2 separate regions of the Mus musculus genome follow, and region 2 is linked to region 1. Evidence: chromatin contacts called from public promoter capture Hi-C data. All regions are on one chromosome and are shown on one strand. Each heading gives the region's core, a stretch centred on a gene start, on an enhancer-like site or on the middle of the called end of the contact. The rest is flanking DNA. Distances are from core to core; before and after follow the strand shown. Region 1 holds the start of C230057M02Rik (a long non-coding RNA gene). Region 2 holds the start of Sult5a1 (sulfotransferase family 5A, member 1).

Region 1 (5,179 bases), core at 1,705-4,204:
CACAGCTCTTCGGCACCCAGAGGGCCCCCCAGCCCGGCTGTCTTTTTATCTCTAGTAGCATCAACAACAGACTTGTTCTGCATGGGGAACTCAACCCCCTATATCTACCCTCCAGGTCAGGCCACAGCAACTCTGGGTGAGAGGATCCCCAGGAACTTCCATACTGGAGACAAGCCAATACTCTCCATAGGCAGAGATGGCAAGGCAGACAGGCATGCTACCTATACCAGCCTGGAGCTAGGGGAAGGCCCAGTCGGTATCCAGGGTCTCTCTTCTAAAAAGCATGCTTGTGTTGTGGACTAAGGCTGTAGGGTAAGGGCCATGGGGCCTCAGTGGACAGCTAGAACCACCTGAAGATCCCTGGGTACTCAGACCAGGGATTCTAAACCAGGCCAGCATGTTCCCTTGCCAGCGGATATAAGACCAATGACAACTTGCCTAGCTGAGTGAACCCGGACTCAGTGAATAAAGTCTACACAGCCAGTTCTAGCTCCTTATGACTCCCGCCCATTCTACTATATCCACCTGGCCCCCAGAGGTGCTACCCAGAGCACTATCAACCAAACAGGTCCTTATCATCAACTGGGCCCAGAGCTAGATCAGACTGGGTTAGCACCAGTGCCCCAAAGTTTACTTCTGAGAATTCCAGGCTCAGCATGGGTCATGGTAAGCCTGCAGTTTGGAGTCAGGAAGCCTGACTGGGCGTCCCTTTGAGTCCTTCCAGTGAGAACACAGGTTTGTCACTTTGCTTCCAGCTGACAATGAACCCTCTGGCCGTGTGTGCGCCGTGACCATGGCAGGTCTGTGCCTTCTTGCCTTAACTTTTCCAAATGCCCTGTGGGCACTCATCTATTCATCCTTAGCCCTGTGCAGAGCCACACGGGACTAGCCCATCCCAGGATTTTTAAAGGAAGCTTGCTCCTCACAAGGCTTTAGCCAGAGTCTGTCTAAAGGCTGTAGGCCACTGTGGTGGTGCCTCCCAGTGCTGTAAGAAGAGGTCTCTGGTTGGTTAAGCAGTATGCATGCCTGGTAGCCCTTTCCAACTGGGCTGCCCATGGGATATCTACAGCTTAGCCTTTGCTGGGCTCTGAACCCTCCCTGGAAATTCTCTCTCTCCCTCCTTCCCAACTGCCTGTTCCGGTCCCTGTGCCTCTCAGTTTCTGGACCATGCTCCTTGATGTCTTTACCTCCAGGCCCCTCCCCATTGCTTCTGGGGAGGCTCCTCTGCTCTGCTTGGCTCTCCCAACCACACTCTCCACAGTCAGAAAGCCTCGCCCAACCTGACCATGGAGGAAGCTGGGCACCATGGAGCTAGCACCAAAGCTAATGTTTTTGCTTACCCAAGTGACCAGACCTCGAGAGAGACACCTTTCTGGGATTAAAGTGACTTCCTAGAGCATTACACTGGAACAGAGTGGCCCCAGTGACAATATAACCGTACTGATCCTCTTGCTATCCCACCAGCCTGAGGCATTGATCCCGGAGCCCCTTGCCAGCCTTTGCTAGAGATGGAGAAGAAAGGAAAGGAATGATGGGAGGGAAAAGGAAGAAATTGGATTTCTATGTTTGCCTGGGACCTCGCTTAAGGAAGGGTACCTGGGCACAAGGACAGTGCCCATAGCTTTGCCTGCCCTACACTGGCCACCTGGGACCACCCATGCCATACCAGATGGAATGTCCCCATCCCTCAGCCCCACCCTCTTTGACTAGCCTATGACCACTAGGAAGGGAGTGAGCTTTGTCCTTGGAGCTGTTAGGAAATACCCAGCCACACGCTCCTCCCCTCCAGAGCCCACCCCACCCGTGCCCTCAGCAGCTGGCTCCTTGGCACTGGCACCCGGATCCCTTTGACAGCATTTGGCTCCAGTCCCATTGATCTGCACACAGGCACCGAGGTGCCAAGCCTGGCTGTGGGTAAGGATGGGGGGCTCTGAGAAAACTGAGAGAGTGCGGTGCTGGATGCTCCAGGACCTTCCAGCCCAGCCCCAGCCCACCCTAACCCACCTTCAAAAAGGAAACAGATCTGTCCCTTCATGGTCAGGGGACCTGGTGTGATCAGTGCAGAGAGGGCCATCCCTGGGAGGACGGACATCAGCGGAGATGATGCAGCCACGGGACCACCATGGGACGCGGCTGCTGTATTCACAATTCCAGATGGTCCACTCAGGCCAACCCACCCCACATCTTTAGAATACCAGCGAAGCACACATAAGCAAGCAGCGGGCACCAAGACATATTAAGGGGCCCAGAGGTTACCCAGAGATGCTCTGGACACTAGGCAGACAGACTCCCTCAGAACTGGCCCTCGGAAAGCTTTCTTGACACAGTACCCGCACCCATATCTGACGTGGCCCCCACAGGTACCCCAAACACAGATACCAGCTGCCTATACTTTAGCGAGCCCCACCCCATCCTTACCTGTTCCGTGCTGGCCTTGGCTACATCCGCCCGCTCCCAGGCTGCCCTCTGTGCCGCATCGCTGCCAACTGTCTTCTGCCTCCTAACATGGGTTGCCAGAGATCTGCCGTGGGTTTTGTTCGTGGGGTCTGGCCTCGTGCAGCCGCTGGCGCTCGAGATGGCAAGCGTCCATCTTTCTCCACACCCGTCCCTCACCTCTGCAGCCTTCTTGTGCCTCCCGTGTCCCCACAGTGCCCGCTCTGAGGGACTTGGCACCGACAGAACCCGGCCCGCCTCTGCAGCTGAGGAAAGCCATGCTTCTTTTTTTTTTCTGTATTTTAAACACACACCACACACACACACTCACACACACACACATGCCAAGCCCCCCCACCCCCACAACTCGCTTCCCTTCTGTCAGGAACAGACCCAGCCAAGAAAGCCCCTCGCAGGCGGGGGCAGAGCGGAGGGGCTTCGCATAACTGGTGTAAACCCAGCCCCATGGTTCCGTCCCTTCCTGGCCCCAACGCGCTGCCTCTTACGTAAAACCACCAGGAAGGAATCAAAAGAAAACGCAAATCCGTGTCACATTTTGGAGCCTCCTGATTGGGTACACCTTGTAACTGGCTTGGTCTTTCCAAGCATGCTCTGGTGTCAGCTGTCCCGAACCTTGCCTAGCCGGTCATCTTCTTCATCATTGTTTCATAGCGCCGGACACCCCAAATGGACCGTGCTGCGATGACCGCATCCAGCCCCTGGTGCCCATTCCTAGAAGGATATTGATTTTTGAAACCAATTCTGGAGCCCACGCTAAGGAGTCGGACGTGGCCTGCTTGCTGGCCAAGTGTCCTGTTGCCTCAGCACAGAGATTAATGGGTATTTTGGTTGCACCTTCAAGTCCTGATCTAAGTAAGTCTGGAGAGGCCAGAAGAGGTCCCCAAAGGACATGAGAGCCAAGACCAGCCCAAGGTTGAGAGCAGAAGATAGGAAAAGAGGAAGGTGGTTAGACTCCAGCTGGCTACCTCAGGGCAGCGAGGCCTTCTCTTGGGGCCATTTGCCTTCTCTGTGGTATTTCTTCTCTGGTTTGAGCCTGGAATTGGGACCAGTCCTAAGAGATGCTCCCTTTGAGAGGGGATAGAGGAAAGGAAAGACCTGGACTCTGTCCCTCCTGAACGAGTACCCACCCACGACTCCCCCACTCTCACCTTTACCCACACTCACCAGCTCTCCTGTGAGGTGAGAACAAAGGCAGGAAGGATGCACACAGGACCAGGCCATGTCAGCTGTGTGAGGCCAGCCTACAAACAGCCCTTCCCCTTGGTCTACTCCACTGTCTTCTCCAAGCCTTAGCCATCTTGGGGATGCATGTCTGTTTGACCAGGCTGTGTCTTTCACTTTAGACCAGGCTGTACCTGTTTTTTCTGGCCTTTTGCATTTTCGGGCATTATGTCGTTAGGGTTTGGGGGGACAATTCCCCCTTTCCAGCCATGTACTTTATTCTGGAGTAATTGACCTAACCTTCGCTTCAAACACCCTTGAAACACCCCAAAAATAAAGATCAGGAGCCATCCCCTCCTGGTTCACACCCACACCCCAAGTCTAAGTCCAGCAAAGGTGCTCTAATTCAAATAGGTACCAATGTCCAATATTCCCATGTGTGCCTGCAAGTTCCCCAAGCCCCTCAGCTTCCTGGAGTTCTCCCTGTCCTGTGACAGTGGTGTAGTCAGGATCTCCCCTCCATAGCTGGGCAGCCTAGAGAGTATGCAGTCTGTCCACCAGCAAGAATGCTGTGTACATTCAGAGCTAAATGGGAAAGGCATCCCCATGACCTCCTACCTTGCTTTATGGTATTGGCAGTTCCTGTTCCTTTGAATAGCACAGAAACTAAGCAGCCGCTGGAGTTGAACCTGTAAACCAAAGAGCCACTGTAACTGAACGTACCTGTCCTGGGCAGGGTTGGGGGCCCCGCTGTTGAAGCGGAACACCAGATATTTAAGGAGACCTAGACTGAGTTTGCTGAGGTGGTGGCATATGTCACCTCAAGAGAGCCTATGTATGAGGGGCTAAGACACAGAGTGGGGTTCACCCTGCTTCAACCATCTCCTGGAGGCTGGATCAAAGGTGTCAGCCCTGAACCTGGGCCTCAGGAGATAGAGGGAAGGCTGGCTTACTGTCTAAGGAAAAAGGGTCCAGACCTCAAGGTATCACCTACGGGGGGCCAACTCTCTACCTTTGGAGGTCTCCCTGTTCAAGACTCCTGGACTGACCTGGTCATTACTCCTCTGGTACCTCAATAGCCTGCAAAGTCTGGGGCATCTAGAGTTTGCAAGCAGCAACTTCTGAAGGTGCTTCCAGCCTGACAAGGGAGTTCTTAAGGCCAGGAGAATAAAGGAAATGACCCAACTGTGTCCTGGATCATTAAAATACGACTGTTGTATCTAAGCCTGGACCAACATGACTCCCAGAAAAGTGATTAAGGTAATGACATTGGTGAAGGACAGTGGAGGAGAGAGGGCCCACCCCTGATGGTAGCTGGTCTAGTTTCTATTCTATTCTATTCTATTCTATTCTATTCTATTCTATTCTATTCTATTCTACTCTACTCTACTCTGTTACTGCTGCAGACACTATGACCAAAAATAACCAAGGAGAAGAAAGGGTTTATTTTATCTTACAACTCCCAGGTAATGGTCTATCTCTGAGAGAAGTCAGGATAGGAAACACAGGGAAACGCTGCTTTTTAGCTCACTTCCTGGCTAGTTCCTGGGCTCATACTTGACTA
Region 2 (5,179 bases), core at 2,283-4,782, 410 kb after region 1:
CTTTCACCAATGCGCCTCATCCTGTAGCTCTGGTATCAAAGCGCTAATAGGGGTGGTATTGCAGAAGATGCTGTTTCCTCACGACCTTTCCAGCTTCTTGGGGCTACCATCTTACTTCCAAACCATCTCATCCAAGGGCGAAAGCTTCACCGCAGCACTGCCACGTCTCTCACCTGTCCCCACTCCTGTCATCATAACTCCTTTTATGTCTGAGCCTTACGCACCGTTCTCTAGGGACACTGTGATGACACTGGGCTCCTTGATCCATGATGATCTATCTAAAGGTCCTTAGTCTCATCATGACTGCAAAGTCCCCTCTGCCCCATGCGCTCGCATACCGTGAGGATTACATTATGAGCATGTTGGGGCTGCTGTTCAGGGGATGGCAGGCAGGGATAGACAGGAGGCTAGGACAGCCCTACATCTGCCAGGAAGGCATCAGATGCAGGAATGTGAGGGCAGGGCGGAGAGGAAGAGAGGATCCATTGTGGAAGAGCTGACCCGAGAACACCCGAGTCCTGCATGCCAGCTTCCTGCTTGGTTGTGTGTCCTTAGCCTACCGCCGCTCTTCCTGCAGAGTCCTGGAGGGCCCTGGTCTGAGATGGACACTCACTGTATGAATGGTCTGGAGCCTCCTTGGTGTGTTTGATGCTACAGTGACCCCATCAGGCAGAGGAGGGACATGAGGCAGAAAGAGGGCAAAGTGTGGTTTAGATCTGCAGAAGCCTTCCCAGGAAGGATGGCCAATGAACTGTGAGGACACTGGCCAGAGAAGTAAGAGGAGCATTTGACATGGACCTCTCACCCAGCTCCTGGTGGCTTCCCATGCATGTCTGCAGTCCCTGTTGTGAGCACCCTGAGGGGAAACCATGGCATCTAATAAGTACCACTTTCTGGTTTGTTTGTTTTTTTGAGCCAAGATACCTCTGTGTAGCTCTGACTACACTGTAACTAGTTCTGTAGACCAGGCTGGCCTTGAACTCATAGAGATCTGCCTGCCCCTGCCTCCAAACTTCTAGGACTAAAGGAGTGAGCCACCACATTCATCTCACTATCGCTTTCTAATGGAATGTTCCAGAACATTCAAGCCTTAGCGATGGTCTTTCCAGAAAGCCAATCTGGCCTATTCCTCACCTACACAAAGCAAACACTCTACCGGGCTGTGCCCCAACCCATTTCTCTACCTCAGACATCTGAAAAGGAGCTTTGGCCCTGGCCAGAGAGGAGGGTGCTCTGGGAGTTGTTCGGGTGTCTACTCCCCTCAAGCAACCACACTTTCTGGGGTCACCTTCAGAGATAGCAAATCCTAGAGAGCTCAATGGGAATGGAAGGTCAAGGGCCCCCCCTTAGCTTCTCTGGTTTCCAGTAGGGGGAAGGTTATATCACCTTTTTATTTTTAGGCCAGACAGAACCAGTCTAAGAAAAAGCAAACCAGAAAAGGTTCCTCAGAACAGGCGTGGCCCTTCCCGCCCAGCCCGCCTGGGCCCAGTTCAGGGACATGTGATAAGATTCAGCAAGGTATCTTTCCGCTACAGGCCAGAACCTGCCTGCTCTGCGAGGATGGGATCTCGTACTTATAGTGGGATGATCGGTCCCCACCCCCTGCCCACATACAGGGACAGTGACAGCCTGGATCCAGGATCCCATAGCTCTGCTGCCCTATCCTTTAAGATATACTGAGGCTGGAGGCGCAGTCTGACAGATCCCAGCCCACCCACTGCATTCTTTCTGGTGGGAAGCCCAGCCCACAGACCAGGCCCCTGGGTAGATATGTTAAGATGTGAATGGAGGGATCGGATCCAGGGAGTAGGAGGGGGGTGGGGCAGGGCTGGAACTTGGGACAACTATGCAGGGTGGAGGGGAAGGGGGTCTGGTGTGAGGGGAAGACTGTCAGGAATGTGGAGTATAGGAGGGTTGCTTGGCCCTATCTGCTGAATTGCTGACTTACCTAAGTCACTACAGTCCAGGTGGCCCTGGTGGCCAAGTCACATGAAGCAGATCTTGCTCTCAGTGGCATTGTGTCCTAGCTGGGCTATGTCCAGGAGACAAAAGCAAACTATGCCCTATGTGCCTATCCTGACGGATTCAGGATGGGGAGGATGGTTATGCAGGGTCTGCAGAGCTATGCTGCTACCCTGAGCACACTGGAGGAGAGTAGACCAGGCAGTCTTATGGGATTAGGGAGTTCCTGTGCCCCACATAAACATACTTCACTGGGGTGATGTACACCATTCACCCCAGCATGATTCAGGACAAGGAAAAGCTTTGTCCCCCAAGGACCACCCGCCTAAGAATAAAGCCAGATTCTCAGCACACACCCCATTTCACCCCCCCCCCCCCAGCATTCCTCCCATGGCCTCAGAAACACGTTCAAGCAAGTGCAGAGAGATTACAAGAAGTCTGTGTGAACCTGACCAAGGTACAGGGGGAGAGGGGGGCTGCTTGTACCCAGGATACCCTGTGCTTCTGAGGCTATTAGAAAGAGGAACAACCAGCCAAGGAGGCTAGTGAGGGGCTTCATACAGCTGGTACTGACTCAAGCCAGAAAGGCAGCCCTACAGCTTATACCAGTCACAGGTGACAGAGAGGGCCCGGGTGTCTACAGTGCCGAGAAGGGGACTGAGGCACTATGGGTGGCAGGAAGCCCTGGTGTTGGATTGTCCAGGCTCCTTGTCCCAGTCTGTCTCTCACCTGACTTGGGAAATGTTACCAAGAGGATGTCTGTGTCCTGGAACTGGAAGGAGCAAGCCGCTTTCAGGGACTCTGGGGTGTGTATGAATCCTGGGAAGCGGACGCCATCGAAGATTTCAGTGGTGTTCATGCGCTCAGTCATGCTGGTGCTGTGCGGAACAGGGCTGGAGGTGAGGAAGTCTGTTACCGAGGGCCCAAGCTCTTTCCAGTAGATACAGGCCAGTCTGCCATTCCATCATGAAAGTGTTGAGATAGGTCCACACCCAGTGGCTACTGTTATTGCTCTCAGGCATCATTGCAGGACCATCTTAGAACCTTGGACAGACTTGTCTGTCGTCTGGCCCAAGAAAGGTCCCAACCCCATCAGAGGATATAGACCTCTGTGCTATGGCCTTGGAATGACAGTGGCATCTGTCTGGCCTTGAGAGTGTGGCTGGTTGCTTGCAGAATTCTGCCCTAGCCACCAGCTCTTGGCCATCTGTATGCAGGGCTACACCTCGAAAGTGTGTGGTTGTGATGGATCATGAACATCCTTGCGGACTTGAGAGCTGCTTGTCTCGGCCCCAAAGCATAGTGGGATCGGTATCTAAAGGCCCCATCTAGAGAGCAAGCAGCTCCCACCCACAGCCCCCCTCCAGTCTTGCTCTACAGCTGCCCAGACTGGGCTGACAGGAATGTTTCTACTGAATCCTGGAGCAGCCTCCGACAGAAGCCCCACCTCCCCTGTTTCCTCGGGATCCCCTACTTACCACAAAGTCCTTCTTCCAGTGGTACCTGGCTGTGCGCACGCAGCCCAGACCTAGGAAATGTGGCTCAGGCTCTACTTGGGCACCTCCAAAGAGGCTCCACCCTAGCGTTGCAGGGCCCTGGGGCAGAAGACTGCAGGGTGCCCCGCCCCCAACCAGACCCATTTGGGGGAGGGGCTGGGAAGAGCGCCCCCATAGGCAAGCAATAAGCGGATAATCTTCGGGACAAAACCTATTTTTCAAGCAGACTAAGGTGCTCAAAAAATAAGTTTAACAGTGTCTGGGAATGACACAATTTTCCTGTTTCAACAATGCTCCCCTGTGGAGCACTGGCCAGGAAGGGCCAGGAAGGGGCCAGGAAGGGGCCAGGAAGAGGCAGTGCACCGTCCCTTTCTTGTATTCTGACAACAGAAGGCAGCTTTCTCTACCACCCTAGGACCCACCATGCAGTTTATATAATTTTGACATTTGTGGTAAGATACAGTACAAAGCAACCAGCTCTGACAGAGTACATCCGTGAAGACTTTTCCATCTCCCGCCACCTCCAGCTGCCAACCACCAGATTCCCTTGTCTCATGTTCTCATTAGGCAGCTGCCAGCCAGCATGAAAATGTCTCTCTGCCTACAGGGCCACTTACAACCAGAGTCCAGGGGATTTGTATACAACACAACAAAACTTCTTCCATTTGCTTAGGAGATTTGTGTTCTTCTGTTTGGTTGGTTTGGGCTTCTGGTTTGTTTTTGATCCATTCTGCTGCAGGGGAGTACCCAAGGGTCCTCATCCTCTTTGTCTTATAGGTAGGAAACGGTGTGTGTATCAACACACACCCACAGAGCACACACTGACCCGGTGTCTGTTTGTCCTTGGCTGTCCTTTAAAGTGTAACTCTGGTCCTGATTCCTCTTCTCAGACCTTGCCCGGGAGAAATCAGCACACGCAACCCACAGAGACTACAGCCAAGTTCTCCAAAGGCTCAGCTAAATTGATTTCACTAATTCACACACCATGTGACTACCACAGTCACGACTGGGACATATAAAACAGTTCAGGCCTCCTTCTTACCATAAACCCGTGTCCTCCCCCGATAAGTTACTCAAGCCTGTCATCACCTCTTGTTTCCCTTGTTGTTGAAGGCCACACGATGCACAGCCTTGTGTCTGGGTTTGTTCCCTGCTCCTTGTGTTGCTTACGACATTCATCCATGTCATTGTGTGTATGGACAGTTCTTCCACGCGGCTGTGTTGTGTTGAATAGGTAAGTGTTCACCTGCTCACCGTATGTTTACGGACATCAGGGCTGTTTCTAGTTGTGATAGATTTCTTTTTTGTTTGTTTGTTTTTTTGTTTTTTGAAGACAGGGTTTCTCTGTATAGTCCTACAGGCTGTCCTGGAACTCACTTTGTAGACCAGGCTGTCCTCGAACTCAGAAATCCGCCTGCCTCTGCTTCCCAAGTGCTGGGATTAAAGGCGTGTGCCACCACCACCCGGCTGTGATAGCTTTCTTGAAGTGTGATTCATATAGAAGAGCTGAAGATGGGGCTCAGTCGGAAGAGTGCTTACCTGGCGTTCGGGAACCCTGGATTCAGTCTCCGCCATTGCACATACAAGGTGGCATACATGCCAATGCACATACATGGTGGCATATGTGCCATTGCACAAACATGGTGACATATGCCTACAATCCCAGCATTCAGGAGGTAGAGGAGAGTCAAATATTTAAGGTCATCAGCTATACATTGACT

Evidence for each region. Promoter capture Hi-C pulls out the DNA fragments that hold promoters and counts their contacts.
Region 2: a contact with region 1 is called in a promoter capture Hi-C map of embryonic stem cells, with 4 times the contacts expected there. The contact joins the promoter of Sult5a1 here to the promoter of C230057M02Rik in region 1. A contact is called at or near these places in 6 of 39 promoter capture datasets (embryonic stem cells, hippocampal neurons, liver and 2 more), 1 of 484 Hi-C or Micro-C datasets (bone marrow-derived macrophages) and 1 of 9 other capture datasets (embryonic stem cells).

Annotation. Positions count from the first base shown.
Region 1 is chr8:122,749,696-122,754,874 of GRCm38.p6, forward strand. It overlaps C230057M02Rik (a long non-coding RNA gene), which reads right to left and starts at 2,955. Exons shown (of 4, transcript XR_001778694.1): 1 at 2,419-2,955.
Region 2 is chr8:123,154,748-123,159,926 of GRCm38.p6, forward strand. It overlaps Sult5a1 (sulfotransferase family 5A, member 1), which reads right to left and starts at 3,533. Exons shown (of 7, transcript NM_020564.3): 1 at 3,441-3,533; 2 at 2,692-2,840. The coding sequence starts at 2,833.